3 separate regions of the Mus musculus genome follow, and all the other regions are linked to region 3. Evidence: chromatin contacts called from public ChIA-PET and HiChIP or PLAC-seq data. All regions are on one chromosome and are shown on one strand. The core of a region is the stretch at or near the end of the contact, and the rest is flanking DNA. Distances in the headings are between cores, read along the strand shown.

Region 1 (2,896 bases), core at 116-2,615, 180 kb before region 3:
AGGTTTGCCATACTACTCACCATAAACACGAAATACATTTCCTGTGCTACTGAAAATTTTTATTTCTACAGAAATTTTATTAACCAAGAAAAAGTTTAGTTTCAGAATATTTTTAATAAAAATATATTATTCTCACATAAAGATAATTGCTAACATATGTCAAAGATAAAAACAAAAATAACCCAAAGAATGAACTAGAATACGAAATTATCCAGAGGAAAGTACCACGGGCAATAATGGATATTCTGTACAAGTTCCAAAATAAGACAGCTAGCTATCATATTAGTGATTGGAAATAATTCATGGAAACTTCTTTACTGAGTATGTAGCTCACTTGTAGCTTTGTAAAGAAGCCACTGCTGTGAAAGAGAAAACACCCTGTTAGATGGACAGTCTGCTCACCAGGGAAGCTGCCCTGCAGAGTCTAAGCTCAAACAGCAGCTAAGAAACTACTGTTTCTTAAATATTCTAAAGTCCACGACGAAGCCCTAGATCTGCTTTGGACAGGCTGTAAGGTGAAAGTCACCATTTCTGTAACCTACTTCCACTTCCCCACCACTTCCTCAGGAACAAACGGTAGTGCTCTCTGAAGTTCCGTACTCCCCTTTTTCCTGTTCTGCATAACAAATCTGATCTACACAAATGACTTCATACAGCTTAGGCATTTTTATGAAGTCTACAATTATTCATATATTCTTTCACACATCACTTTCTTAATAGTCCAACCTCTCACATTTATACTCTTTAAGGTTGAAATTGTCTGAGTTACAGCCCTTGAAATAGACAGTGATAGAATCCTCTCTAAACATACCCAAACCAATAGTGTGGCATCATTTAGACCCCTCCTCTCTCCCGTACATAACCAATCATTCACCAAAACCACTAAGTCAATGCCTGCTCCCCATAGTTAACCTCCAAACCGCCACTTCTGAGACTTCATTCAGCTAGGACAGAAACACCCACAACTGGGTAGGCTGCAGGTTGGAGTGCCTGGGTCCCCTCTTCTGGGGGTCAGAATGCCCAATCCTGAAGGCTTCCTGTGGAAATCACTGCTCCTCCGATTAAAACTGTAATTGATCCTAGAACACTGTTCAACAGGGTACATAACAGCAAACAGCTGAACACACAGAGCAGAGAGACAAGGCAGGTTATCTAGGCACTGTTTAACTCAACAGCACCCTCCAGGAACCAGGAATCTTCTCTCCTGGTTTACTCTACTAAGCACACTGGCTTTGGTCCTTTCCATGTGCTTGTAGAATGAGCCATGAGCTTTCAGTACATCTCACAAGGACACAGCAGCAGTGTCCAGCATCCAGAGGAAAAAACTTCTCTACACTCACTTTTCTAGAGCTTACTAGACCAACAACCCCTTCCTGAACTAACCATGGAAGGAAGTGGTTACCTACCAGCCTTGCCACAGACATGCATGGAAGCACCAGAATTCAGTCTCACTAGCTTTCAAATGATCGTCACACAGGAAATTTCAGTAAACTTATGTTTGTAAGGCTCTGCACAATAACAGTATCAAATAATAAATTTGCATTAAAGTTCTTAATATAAACATAAATACTATTATATGAGGATATTTCTCAATATCCATAATTGTAATTTATGGAAAAAAATGTCCAAAATCACTTTTACAACAAAATAAGTTCTATTTGGCAATTTTAATTCAAAGTTTTCAAAAAAGGGCATGGTTTTCTAAAGATAATATTTGAATATAATTTCAAGTAAATATGTAGTAATAACAATCATTCTATCTAACTGTACTTTATAAGAGGGGTCTATAAACTCTACAACAACAATAAAATAACCTACAGCTCAGCCACAGAACTTTGAGTAAGAGAACTGAGCTAGAGACCCACAATGAGCACTGAGATGTGACAGGGCATCTGAGGAAAGTGCCAGGGAGACTGCCAGACACATTCCACACCCCATCTTCTAAGGGAAGACAGGCACACAACATGTGGTGACTGAATCAGGGACACACCTTATTGCCAGAGAGGGTATAGAAAATGACAGTGAGCTGGTTTAAATATCATATCCTTTAAGAAATGTTTTAAACTCAGAGTCTATTGAAAACTTGAGAGACTAGGGGCAAAAACAGACTAAGCCTGATCAGATATTGTTTTGTGTTTTTAGTTAGAAATAAAACTCATCTTTACCCATCCTTAAGTGACAGATCTGTGTGTTTTTATATTAATATAGTTTAGATTATTAGCCTAATTGACTTCGCAATAAATCATCATTATGAGACTTCAGTACGTCCATGAGGCAGATGCAGTCAGTGAGGAGATGTGTGGAATGTATTGAGAAGAGACATGCTGGTAAGATTGTGTCAACTTGACACAAACTCAGGACAACTGGAAAAGGGAACCAGAACTGAGAAAATGCCTCTATAAGCTTGGCCTGTAGACAAGTCTGTGGGATGTTTTCTCCATTAACGACTGAGAAGGGAAGAATCAGTCCACTGTTCATAGTGCCACCCAGGGGCAGGGAGGTGGATCTGGGCTAAATAAGGCAAGCGAGGGAGCCGATGAGCAGCACTCCTGAGTGGTTCCTGTTTCGATGCACCTCCAGGTTGCTGCTGCTGTCCTGATGTACCTTTATGAAGGACTGCATGCTATAAGATAAAATAAAGCCATTCCTCCCCAAATTACAATGGAAAGCAAACTAGAACAGATTGTGTGTGTGTGTGTGTGTGTGTGTGTGTGTGTGTGTGTGTGTGTGAGTGTCTGTGTGTGTGTGTGTGTGTGTGTGTATGTCTGTGTGTGTGTGTGTGTGTCATAGACAGTGACATCTCTGCAGTCTCCTGTCACTTCAGATTGATCTAATTCACAACCCAAAGCGTGCTTACACACAAAAGAAGATGAGTGCTGTACCTGGCAACAGAAGG
Region 2 (3,182 bases), core at 72-2,571, 250 kb before region 3:
AAATAATCTCTGGGTAAATGAAGTAGACCATACTTACTACTCCCATAAAAACTTCATTTAAGGGTGCAACAAAACAAACGAAAGCAAAAAAAAAATAAAAAAAATAAAAAGACAATCCTGTTAAAGATGTATCTACTGTATTCACGTTACCAGAGCCAGCATCATAACTACTGACACTGGAAGAATAAATAGTCAATGAATCAATGAATATATGAGTGAAAGAAACTGGAGTTCAGAAACACTTATTTCGCAGAAGTTTTTAAAAATTTATTCTTTGAGAACTTTAGATATCAGAGACTATAGCAAGGGGATGTAGAGGACAAGACTTCACCCGTTAAAGGATCCAACTTCATTTTTTTTTTTGTTTTGTTTTTTCCAAATTCGTTTTTTATACTTTCATCTAAAAGGACAATGTCTGCAAAAACAAAACAAAACAAAACCCGAGTGCCTGAACACAGAGTGCTACTGCGTGGGCATCCTGCTCAGAGACACCTAGGGATCTGTTTTGCTGGATCAAGTCATGCAGGTATTCAGAGATGACTGCACCAATGGCTGGCTCCTAGATTCCCAGATACATCTTACACAGGCAAGTGGGAGTGGTGCCAACCATGTGGTGTTGATTATACAAACATACAGAATGGAAAAATTATTGGATTGAGGCTTGCACCAAGGTCTCAGAAAAAAGTAAAGACAAATTGCTAGTAAGTTGGATTCACTGTAGCCTAAGATGCAATAGAGTCTAGGGTACAGATGTCAAGAAAATAGGATATTTTCCAGGGAGAGCTACAGGCACTGACTGAAAGTGGTAAGAGAGAGGCTATGTGTGTCGTAGGTAATAGACACATAACAAAATCCAAAACACTAATGTACTTGAGACTATATATCCCCCATACCCCTTATTTTAAATGTCATCGTCACGTAGTACCTGACTGAAATAACTTAACCAAAGAGAGGTTATCACTGTGATGAAGGAGGTGTGGCAGTGTAGCTTCCTGGCAGCAGGAATGTGAGGTGGCTGATAACAATGAGTCACAGTTAAGAGGGAAACTCGAAGAAAATGATTTCTTCAGGACACAGAAGCCCAGATGCACACATGAAACTCAAGACTGTGGCAGCATAGACAGAGCCCACATAGATTAAAGCTAGATGGGGTCCCAGAACTGAAAGACAGGTTCCTACCCCTAATAAAAAAACTTGCAACTGATAGCCACTTGCAAAGGAACAGTTAGTTTTCATCAGTGGAGGTCTCCTGGATATACTACCCAGAGGCTCTATGCTCAGCAGTCAGCAGCCAACATAGCACAAACTCCGTGGTCGTTCTAACGATTTGTTTGTCTCGTGTACTATGCTTGGGCTTTCTGAGGGGTGGTCTTATTGGTCTTCTGCTTGTGTATTATGATTTCCAATTTGTGCTTTTATGGAGCTTTTGTTTGTTTTTTAAAGGCAAAGAAAGAGTGAAGAATTGGGTCGCTGGGGAGAATCTGAGGGGGACTGGGAAAGGAGAAAGTGTAATCAAAATGTATTGTATGAAAAAAAATCATTAACAAAAGAGAGACAGAGGGAGGAGGAGAGGAAAGGAATGAGAGGGAAAGGAGAAGGAGAGGGGGAGGGGAAGGAGAGGAGAAGGGAAGGAGAGGAGTAGGGGCAGGGGAAGGAGGAGGGACAGAGAGAATGGTGTAAGGACAGAGAAAGCCAGGCCAGAAATTAATACACAAACTCAACTGGTGCCTTGCTAAGACTACAACTCAAAACATCTGTCTCCAATGGATCTATTTCCTTTAGTTTGGTCCCCCTCCTCGGGTTTTCAGTCTTATAATATTATAAGACACCACCATAAGCCAGAGAACAGGCGGTCAAACAGCCTTCTAGTCTACCTTCCCCTATTAGGTTCTCTGTACCTCCCAATGTGAGCTTCAGTCAATGCAACTCCTTTTTGTGAGTTTCAACTTTGTCCAAAAGGCCAAAGTCTTCTTTATGTCCCAAGGCAATCTCTTACCTGTGAGTCCCTATGAATTATGTTAAATACATGTAACTGTATGCAGCAAACATTTGTATTCCAAAAGAGTGGGAGGACAACATTTTGAACTCAGTCATATTCAAATTTGTGGGTCATTAGTAAAATAAGCCAGCTTCTTTGGCAGAACACAACATGAATGGCCTATAGAGCAATTCCTAATAAAATTCCTCTTTCCCCTTCAAAATTATCAAAAGCCTGGCCTTTACCATATACAGTTCTTAGTATTCTGGTCTCCTGAACTCTCACTAGAATGAGCATTAAACTCTGTGTATAGCACCAGAGGACTTCTGTAACTCACAACTCCAAATCTGACCCAAAACCCCTTCTAAGGGTCAGAATGGATATGGTTGGTAAATTCCAACAGTGACTCCACTTTATGGTCCTACTGCCAGTGCTTGTGTGGGTGCAGGTCCGCCTACTGTAGTGGCTTGGGTAGTCTCTGGGCCCCACCTCTACTGCCTCTGTCTCTATCCCACCTAGTCTACTTAGTACTGTCAGTGTACGCAGAGTTGCAGGTCTATCTAGCCTACCATGAGTAGTCTTTGCCCTCCCTTCTTCCCTCCTCCCCTACACCAACCCACCAAGTCCACGTAATGCTGCCAGTATACACATGCATAGATGCAGGTCCAACTATTATAGAATACATGACATCTCAGAGGTCCCATCCCTGAAGAAAATGTATTTTCCCTCCTCTGGAAGCCATCAAGTACCAATAGCTTCTCAGTTCCAGATGGGACTGCAGAACATTTTACCTGATTTGTGCTGGTATTCTGGCTGGCTTAATCATGTACAGGTCTTATGCATGCAATATAATCACTAAGATTTCATGTGTGCACATGTGTAAGACTTAATACTGACATCACAGCAGGCTAGCAAGCAGAGAAAGCAAAAGCTAGTACTTAGCAAGCCTTCTCCTTTTTCCTTCAGACCAGGTGCCAGTCTATCAGACGGTGCTAGCCTCTTTCAAGCTGGTTCTTCTCCCTCAGCTAACCCCTTCAGAAAAGGTTCCCAAAAACATAAAAAAAGTGTGCCTCACTAGCTGTTTCTTAATCTGATAAAGTTGGCAAGACTAACTAACTAGTCTATAAACATCCCTTAAACCTTTTGAGATAGTGTCTTGCTATGTAGTCCTGGATGCTAGTCTGGGACTCTGAGTAAACCAGGC
Region 3 (2,826 bases), core at 155-2,654:
GGGGCGAACAGGAACATGACCTATGCTTAAATTCTCAAGTTTAATGATAATCATGTTGGGTGAATTTAACTTTGGTCCCATCTTTCCAGATTTCCTTAAAGTCCCTCAGAACATCAGGTAGTCTTCAAATGGCAAATATACTACTCCAATGTAAAGGAACATTTAAACACAGGATTCAAATTTATTAATTCACTGAGTTTTACAATATACCAATAGAGTTGTTTCCATCTGTGATTAAGGACATCAAATCGGGGGCTGGACAGATGGCTTAGTGGTTAAGAGCACTTCTAGAGGTGCTGAGTTCAATTCCCAGCAACCACGTGGTGGCTCACAACCATCTAAAATGGAACCCAGTGCCCTCTTGTGGTGTGTCTGAAGAGAACAACAGTGTACTCACATACATAAAATAAATAAATACATAAATCTTAAAAAAAAAAAAAACAGGGCTGGTGAGATGGCTCAGTGGGTAAGAGCACCCGACTGCTCTTCCGAAGGTCCAGAGTTCAAATCCCAGCAACCACATGGTGGCTCACAACCATCCGTAACAAGATCTGACTCCCTCTTCTGGTGTGTCTGAAGACAGCTACAGTGTACTTACATAAAATAATAAATAAATCTTTAAAAAAAAAAAAAAAACAACAACCCAAAACCATCAAATTGTGGTTTCGGAGTTGCAGGGTAAATCAGTGTAAAAAGGAATTGAATTGTCTTTGGTGGCTTTGACAACTTTCTCCTGTCCAACTAACCCACTCTTGCTAAGGATTCACTCCTGCCAATAGCTCTTTACACCAAAGAGCACTAACTACTCAATAACACTGCCTACTCTTGAAATTCAGGCTATGGCATCCAAGGCTGGGGGTGCTGTTAATTTAATGAACACATAAAATTGTTTCTTGGGATCGTGCTAATTTCCCTAAATTTTGTAGGAGTATGGGTGTCACTTTCTCAGACAGGATTTTAGGTTTGGTTTTGTGAAAACTTCACTACACTCTTTGTGTGAGACTTTTCCTTGATTTTCATTCTAGAGTGAGCCAATGAACCATATCACCAAGCTTGTGATTCCAGCTTCATTCCTGTCACACATGACCAGCAAATACGCAGCCTTTTCTATATGGGCTGAAGGTGCTTTCCTTCTTATTATTTTTTTAAACAAGTATGATTATGCAGAATACGATCTAGCTTGATAGGAAATGAAAATGCTCGTCCTTTATCTGAGAAAAAAATAGTAGCGACTTTAAGAGTAAAGAAGGCACCTTCTTCCAGTCTTCATATGCATAATTTTCTTTGCAGAGGACCCAGATGGAGGGAGCTGAAGACTGAGAGGCAGCCCAGTCTACACTGAACAGTGCTCCGCCTCCCCTCTTCGCCCCGCCCCTAGACCGACCCCGCCTCCCCTGCCCACGCCCCACCTCCGGCCCCGCCTCCCACCGCGCCGGCGCCATGGCCGCCCAGGGGATCTGGACGCTGGCGAGGGTATCGCTTGGGAGGCCACCGCCTCGGGCCGAAGGTTTCCGACAGCAGCTCAACTCAACCCTCGGTTCGACTTCCGAAGGAGCCCGCGGCGGCTCCGCGGCCGACTCGTGGGGAACGCCCGAAGGAGAACCAAGGCATCCAGCGAGCCGAGAGTTAACTGCAGCGGAGAGGCACATCGTCGAGCTGCACCGGGCCGCCTGCGCGGTGAGGCCCGCTCCAGCCTGCCCCGCGCGCGGCCTCTGCGCCTGCGCGCGCCCGGCCACCCGACCCCGAGGCGGCCCGGCCGGGAGGTGTTGGACCTCCGGCCTGGGGCGGGTCGGCCTGGGGCGTCCGCTCAGAGGGTCCTGCGAGAAACCCGGTCGCACTTTTGCGTTCCGGACAGAGAGGTGTCTGCCCTGAGATGGGAGGCTCGCGAGGCTCGGTTTTTGATCTGCGTCCCAGCTAAAGGCTTGTCTCGGTTTGTGTGTGTGCGCGCCCTCCAGCGTGTGAGTGTGTTGTGTGGGGGAAATGGGTGCTGAGGAACTGAGGGTAGGACTGAGCTCTTACAGGGAACGTATGTAGTACAGACATGTTGCCTGTGCGTGATAACTCGAGCAGCCTGCCATCCAGTGACTTTAGTAATGCAAACATAAGACAGACGCTTTACATTTTTGCCCCGTGTCCTCTCATCCTTTGCCTCCAGTCCAAGTGAGCGAAAGAAATTATAATCAGGCAAGTTTGCATTTTTCCTTAGGCATTCTTAAATCACCTTTTCTTCTGGTTTATGGATTTGACAATTGCTTGTCACCACCAATATCTAACCTTATCTCCCTTCAGTTTCCTGACACTTTAGAATACAATAGTTTGAAGATAGCATTATTTATATTTTAAGTTTTATAATGATGTAAGAGTGACTTGTAATAAATCTGTGTATTAAGCTCTGTGTTTGGCTAGTACTTGATAAGACCACTTATTTGGTTTGGCTTGAGACACAGGCAGAGGCAAACCTTGAACGTTTCCTAAAGTTGACACTCAGCCTTGGGAGTAGTATGTCCCAAAAATCCACTGTCTAACCCCTTCATGTGTTGCAAGTGAATAAAGATTTATCGAAAAATTATTGACAGCCTTTGACCGTTCTTGCTTGTGCTCTTATTTTAAGTATAACAAACACATGCAGTTTGTTTCCACAAGTCACCATACAAATATGGTTTGTAAAACCCAGAAGTCTTATCATTTTTCAAGGCAAACAACAGTGGCCTGTATAGATTGGTTCGATCAACATAGCAAAAGGAAGGCAAGTATTTGCACCGGGGAACCCACAACCTTTTCATCAGTGGGGTTTCACAGGTCATGTGACTGTCCAGGAGACCAGAA

The links. ChIA-PET counts read pairs in DNA pulled down with a chosen protein or histone mark. HiChIP or PLAC-seq counts read pairs in DNA pulled down with a chosen protein or histone mark.
Region 1: an RNA polymerase II ChIA-PET map of memory CD8 T cells shows a contact between it and region 3, with 81 read pairs. The contact joins the enhancer-like site here to the promoter of 2310009B15Rik in region 3. A contact is called at or near these places in 14 of 39 promoter capture datasets (the C10 cell line, the HPC-7 cell line, HPC-7-derived erythroid cells and 9 more), 1 of 15 datasets of contacts at CTCF or cohesin (CD8 T cells), 2 of 484 Hi-C or Micro-C datasets (the G1E-ER4 cell line and bone marrow-derived macrophages), 9 of 115 datasets of contacts at active chromatin or transcription factors (CD8 T cells, the HPC-7 cell line, bone marrow-derived macrophages and 6 more) and 4 of 9 other capture datasets (adipose tissue, embryonic stem cells, liver and 1 more).
Region 2: a contact with region 3 is called in an H3K27ac HiChIP or PLAC-seq map of extraembryonic endoderm stem cells. The contact joins the enhancer-like site here to the promoter of 2310009B15Rik in region 3. A contact is called at or near these places in 13 of 39 promoter capture datasets (the 3T3-L1 cell line, the C10 cell line, the HPC-7 cell line and 9 more), 1 of 484 Hi-C or Micro-C datasets (bone marrow-derived macrophages), 19 of 115 datasets of contacts at active chromatin or transcription factors (the 230-238 cell line, the NIH/3T3 cell line, T-cell acute lymphoblastic leukemia and 13 more) and 5 of 9 other capture datasets (adipose tissue, embryonic stem cells, liver and 2 more).

What each region holds. Positions count from the first base shown.
Region 1 is chr1:139,034,985-139,037,880 of GRCm38.p6, reverse strand. The region is part of intron 3 of Dennd1b (DENN/MADD domain containing 1B); the gene reads right to left. Among named protein-coding and RNA genes, the nearest start is that of 4930596I21Rik, 59 kb to the right of the region's middle. Within about 2 kb of position 1,365, at least 48 of the 459 cell types and tissues checked have an H3K27ac peak or open chromatin away from gene starts, as enhancers often do. A contact at or near this core is called in CD8 T cells, the G1E-ER4 cell line, the HPC-7 cell line and 2 more, where this site is marked.
Region 2 is chr1:139,105,865-139,109,046 of GRCm38.p6, reverse strand. All of the region lies in intron 13 of Dennd1b (DENN/MADD domain containing 1B), which reads right to left. Among named protein-coding and RNA genes, the nearest start is that of Gm41960, 60 kb to the left of the region's middle. Within about 2 kb of position 1,321, at least 5 of the 459 cell types and tissues checked have an H3K27ac peak or open chromatin away from gene starts, as enhancers often do. A contact at or near this core is called in extraembryonic endoderm stem cells, where this site is marked.
Region 3 is chr1:138,855,432-138,858,257 of GRCm38.p6, reverse strand. 2310009B15Rik (RIKEN cDNA 2310009B15 gene) reads left to right here and starts at 1,404. Exons shown (of 3, transcript NM_001081226.1): 1 at 1,404-1,677. The coding sequence starts at 1,441.